2 separate regions of the Anas platyrhynchos genome follow, and region 1 is linked to region 2. The links are chromatin contacts, called in public Hi-C maps. All regions are on one chromosome and are shown on one strand. The core of a region is the stretch at or near the end of the contact, and the rest is flanking DNA. Distances in the headings are between cores, read along the strand shown.

Region 1 (2,743 bases), core at 207-2,706, 57 kb before region 2:
GTGCTGCCAGCACAGTCCTGCTTGGTGAAAGTCTTAGTTTCATTAGCAGCCCTTATTTCTTACTGATCGAGTGCCACAACTTGCCTCGTTTCTGCTCTGCATACATCTGGCTAGTGGAAAGTTCCCAGCCAGAGAAGTCCTGCTAGCAGAAAAGCATTACACTCGTGGTCACAGCAGGTGGAGGACTATCAAATGATCATTGGAGGGAATTAAACACAGTTTGGTTCAAAGATATTCACAAATGCTTTGTAGGCTTCTCTGCCCAGTCCTTCCAGAGAGAAAGGTAAACATTACATATATGCTCTGCAAAGAGGAAGAAGTAGAGTGACATGCCCAAGAGCACAGAACAAGAGACTAAAAGTTGATGGAGGAGTCCTGAAGTCCAAATCCAGCTGTGATCATTAAAAGCCAAACTAGTTCAGAGAAGAGCAACAAAAGCAAATCATGCCAGGACAGTGGATTCAGCTGCCAAGATGCAGCAGAATAAACTGGCTTCTGCTCAGCAACTGCTGGCAGCAGTGGCTCCATGGCTGATGCAGTGCATGGCCCTCACCCACCTCTTTGCACTCACGACTGACTGGCTCTGGAGCCGCATTGTGGCTGGCAGCTGTGATCATTGCACTGCTGGTGCTCTTGTTTCGCGCGTGGCCTTTCCTGAAGACAGCTTTAGAAGGGCTCTGGAGCTGAGGGTGCAGCTCCCAGTTTGGAGATGAAGGTGTGGATGTGATCACAAGCGTCTTCAGAGCTGTCACCTCTGCCTGCAGCATGTCAATCTGCAAGAGACAAGGCGAGAGTCACCAGCACCAATCCAGCACAGAGAGCAAGTCACAGACAGCACAGTTCTCACCTTTCCCCGTGCTTCCTTCAGCTGTTTCTCTGCCGCCGCCTGTTTCGTGTTCGCTTCTCTCACCATCTTGTGTGCTTCCTGGACCAGAAAGAATTTCAGTCTGTCTGCTGCAGTTCCATCTCATAAAGCCACCAGGGCAGGCCAAAGCTCTGCCACATCACAGGCAAGCAAGGGGACAGACATCACTGCCACATCCGAGGGTTTTACTCTACTAGATATGAAGAGTTCTCCCCCAGAATTTCCCAGAAAAAGGGTCTCAGGTCCTGGAGTGCATCCCCCTTCTAGGACTATAATTGACTAAATTGGCTAAGAGTTTAGCTGGCTGAGTCCAAGGTCGTAATCTTCACTGACAAAAGGTGCTGTGAAGAAAGCTAGAAGCAAGGGCCTGCCCCTCCTTGCCCTTGGGATTTGTTCTAAGGCTGATGCTTTAACACTGGCACCCACCTGTGCTACATTTCAGCCATCTAGCAGTTGTGTCTGCACCCCATCCAGTGCTCCTGCAACCCTGACTCTAAGCCTGAGGGTTGTTTCCTGGCTTGACCTCAGCCATGTGTCATCACTGCATGCTTGCTGGCTGACCACTGGACTGTTTCTCACCCTGATCACCATCTCTGGCAAAGATCCCGACCCAGACTCCACATCCTTGCCCCTCCACTGGTTGAGGTCACTGCTCTCCTGCCCTCACCTGACTTGTTACTGCACTCTGCTCCCACTTCCTTCATGGCCTGGCCAGCCCTCGCTGCTCTGGGCACGGCTGCAATGCAGCAGCGGTAGCTCAGGTGGGGACTAAACAAGACTAGCCTGAAAGCATCTCCCACAGGAAGGGTGAGGTGGGTGCTGTCGGTCTCAGCTGAGGCCACCCCACAGCACGGCCTGGAAGCACTTTGTCCAAGGCCACCAAAGGAAGGAGAAATCCCTCGGGTGTGCTGTCTCTAAGCTCACTGTGAGCCCGGGCAGCCAGCTGTCCATAAGGGGGATGCTCTCTGGGCGCTCCCACTCAGCACCAGCCTGTGCTTCAAAGGTGAAGCTGGGCTCTGGCTTCCCTCACTGTGCAGTCAGATCTAGAGATTAGAGCTGTTGGCAACGGGATCTTGTCAGGATTGAGCTTGACATGAACCACATCACCAAAAAAACTAAAGCAAAACACCACCACAAACATCAACACCACAAACAGACCTTCTGAACCCTCACTGGCGCTGAGCGTACAGGGACATCCAACTTGCTCCTACCCCAAGCAAGGGCTGACACGAGCCAGGGACTCATCTCTGCTACACAGCAGCTGCTGCTCAGATTGCAGAGCAGGCACAGGGCAGGGAGTCACGCTCTGGGCATCCCCATATCTGGTTTTGCTTGGGTTTGCAACCACAGTCCCATACCTGCTGTGCTATTTATGTCACCATACAGCTGTGAGGAGGGGAAAGGAACGCATGCAAACCCTCCCCAGGAGCAGGTACCAGCTCCTGTGAGGCTCTGCTGGCAGCTCTGCGCAGCTTTCCAATGAGAAAGAACAACAGAGGGAAGGAGGAAGCTGTGGGAGGTGATACGGCTGTGGAAGTCCTTTGAGGTAGACTTTCTCTGGAGTTGGAAGCGAGCTGAGTTTTAAGAAACGATGGGAAAAGGAAGAGGGTGGTACCTCAAACAGGCTAGCTGTTAACTCCTCTAGCTCCTGCTCCAGTTGTTCCCTGACTTTTGACAGTCTCTCACATTCTTTGTCCTTCAGCTTCAGCTCCTGTTGAGGAAGACAAGAGGGATGCATGAGCTCCTAGCAAACCTACCCCTGCGTGGATCACAGGCCCAGGACTCCTGTCGCAGCACTCGGTGCCACCCAAGGCATCCCTCCACAAGTCGTGGTGGGCTTCTCAGGTTGGCATTGCTCCTTTGCCATCAGCAATGAGG
Region 2 (2,835 bases), core at 301-2,800:
CCTTCCCTTCTGTCTGACAGGGAAGCACCCTGTCTGGGGCTCTGCCTCCCCTCCCATTGCCCACCGACCTGCTTCACCATTTGCTCATTCCCTGCCAGGATCAGGCAGCAGATATATTTTTGTTTTTTATACCCAAGCTGTGTACACTGGTCAGATTTTGCCTTGCTCTGCTGTGCCTCAGCCACTACAGGACGAGATGTGCCCCCTGAAGCAGAGGTGGCACGGAGAAGCCCCCGATCTCTGTTTCGGCTCTGCTCCCACATGGCAGAGGGACGAGGGGGCTCATCCACCCCACGAGGCTGTTCTCCTCCTCCCATCCCAGCGGCTGGGAGCATTGCCAGCTACAGCTATCACCATGGGGGCCACCATTCAGGCTTCAAAGTCGGACTTGAAACAGTCCAAAATGCAGATGGTCTCCAGGTTATTGTGGGAGCCTCCTGGGAATGCTGACTCCTCCATGGCCCCACGACGGGGCTGGGTGTCCCCCACCAGCCTTCCTGCTCCCCTGCATCGTCCCACAGCTTCTCGGTGGTGTTGTCCAGCAGAAGGCACGCACACACGTCCACCTCTCCCCACCGCAGCTCTCACTTCAGCCTCGTTCTCTGCCAGATCCGTCCTGGAAAGAGGAACTAACCAGCAAAAATAGGGGAAATGAACCGGTCCATATGGAAAGAACCATGGCTATGTAAGCAGCTTTCAGAGTAGAAATGGATTTAACTGTTTATTACCCAAAACACACAGCTGCTGCTCTGTGTCACTGACATTGGTGCCCAGCCAGGCTCAGGCACCCCTGGGCAGGACCTCAGGTGACAGGACTGCTGCAGCCAGAGGCCACCAGAGGTTCTGCAGCCCCGTGCAGGAGGTGCCCTTCTCAACCAGAAACACCACGGGAAGGATCCTTCCCTCAGGGGAATCGGGTGCAGGTGGCTACAGGAGGCCCTGGCATAAATGGGGACAGCGGAGAGGAAAAATTGAACCTGGCCACCATGGAGGGCCCTCCAAAAAAAACATCAAGGCCTGTCCCAGGGGCTCGGGCAGCCGTCTCGCCAGGAAACACAAGCAGAGTGCCGTTTCCCCAGTTCCTCCTGATTCCTTCCCTGCATGGCCAGCAGCCTCGCCTCTGTCCTGCCATGGGGAAAAGCCCTGCAGCACAGCTCATGCGAGCAGGGCCGGATCTCACCCCACTACATGAGCATGGCTGTGGTGCTGGGGCCGGGTCTTGTGTGTGGCACAAAGAGCCAGGTCATTTAGGGTGGCCAGGGGCTGATCTGAGAGTCACTGGAGCATCATTCAAGGGAGGTTCACACAACGGCATCGCGTAGGTGCAGGTACACTGCTGAAAAAGGGATTTTTCCTTGCTCCATCTCCAGCACAGCAGCTTTCACAGGGAGAGGAGGCTTTTACTTTAGGGAGGCAATGATTTCCAGGCACCTCTTTTCTGCTCCTCGCCCTGTTTTCTCAGCTCTGCTCAGCCCATTACCACGTTTCACCAGCTCTCACTTCTCCTTTCCCCTTGTTAATTCAGCCTCCCCCCAAGAGGAGGAACCACCCGGCAGCTGCACCCCCGACTGCCTCATTTCCCCGGCTCCCTCCTCAGCAGCGAGACGTCCGCCGCTCAGCTCAGCCATGCTCTGGGTGCTGAGGGTGGCCGTCCTCACCTGGACGCTGGCAGCTGTGAGTAGAGGGGCCGAGCTGTCCCAGGAGCTGTTGCCCTCTTCAGGGATTCAGGACTGCAAGAAGAACTTGAAGGTCCCGAGTCTGGAAGTCCTCCCTGGTGGGGGCTGGGATAACCTGAGGAATTTGGATATGGGCAGAGTGATCAACCTGGGCTACTCACTCTGCAAGACCACAGAAGATGGGTCCTACATCATCCCAGATGAGGTCTTCACCATCCCTCGCAAGCACAGCAACCTGGACATCAACTCTGAGATCATCGAGTCCTGGAAGAATTACCAAAGCGTCACCTCTTCCTCCATCAACCTGGAGCTGTCCCTCTTCTCCGCCATCAACGGCAAGTTCTCTCAAGCCTTCCACCAGACCAAGACCCACCAAGTACAGGACCGGGCTTTCACCACCCGAGTGCAAGTCAGGAACCTGGTTTACACCGTCAAGATAGACCCAGGAGCAGTTCTGGACAAGAGCTTCAAGAAGCAGCTGATGGTGATTGCCAGCCACTTGGAGAACAACCAGACCCGGATGGCCGATTTTCTGTCTGAAGTGCTGGTGCTCAACTACGGCACCCACACCATCACCTCTGTGGACGCTGGAGCCAGCTTGGTCCAGGAAGATCAGGTCAAAACAACCTTCCTGAAGGACAGCTGGGGCATGCGGAACACCATCACGGCCTCGGCCGGCGTTGCCTTCCACAGCATCATCAACATGAAAACCGAGGGCTCCCTGGACACCAGCTCCTCCTTCACCAAGCAGTACATGGAGAACCGTACCAACTCCAGGGTGGAGAGTGTCGGTGGGATCCCCTTTTACCCAGGCATCACCCTCAAGACGTGGCAGGAGGGGATCAGCAACCAGCTGGTGGCCATCGACCGCTCGGGGCTGCCCCTGTACTTCTTCATCAGCCCCAGCACCCTGCCAGAGCTGCCCACCCCCACGGTGAAGAAGCTGGCCAAGCGACTGGAGGCGGCCATCCGCCGCTACTACACCTTCAACACCTACCCCGGCTGCACTGACGCCACCTCGCCCAACTTCAACTTCCACGCCAACGCCGACGACGGCTCCTGCGAGGGGACCATGACCAACTTCACCTTCGGGGGTGTCTTCCAGAAGTGTGTTGGGCTTTCTGGCCCGGACGCCGGCGCGCTGTGCCACACGCTGGAG

Evidence for each region. A called contact is a pair of places that touch in the nucleus more often than the background predicts.
Region 1: a Hi-C map of skeletal muscle shows a contact between it and region 2, with 1.8 times the contacts expected there. The contact joins the enhancer-like site here to the promoter of MPEG1 in region 2. A contact is called at or near these places in 2 of 8 Hi-C or Micro-C datasets (liver and skeletal muscle).

The regions. Positions count from the first base shown.
Region 1 is chr5:54,192,039-54,194,781 of IASCAAS_PekinDuck_T2T, reverse strand. It overlaps RAB3IL1 (RAB3A interacting protein like 1), which reads right to left. Exons shown (of 12, transcript XM_072039137.1): 4 at 2,481-2,576; 5 at 848-925; 6 at 558-773. Among named protein-coding and RNA genes, the nearest start is that of RAB3IL1, 21 kb to the right of the region's middle. Within about 2 kb of position 1,456, at least 2 of the 8 cell types and tissues checked have an H3K27ac peak or open chromatin away from gene starts, as enhancers often do.
Region 2 is chr5:54,135,084-54,137,918 of IASCAAS_PekinDuck_T2T, reverse strand. It overlaps MPEG1 (macrophage expressed 1), which reads left to right and starts at 1,550. Exons shown (of 1, transcript XM_027457825.3): 1 at 1,550-2,835. The coding sequence starts at 1,627.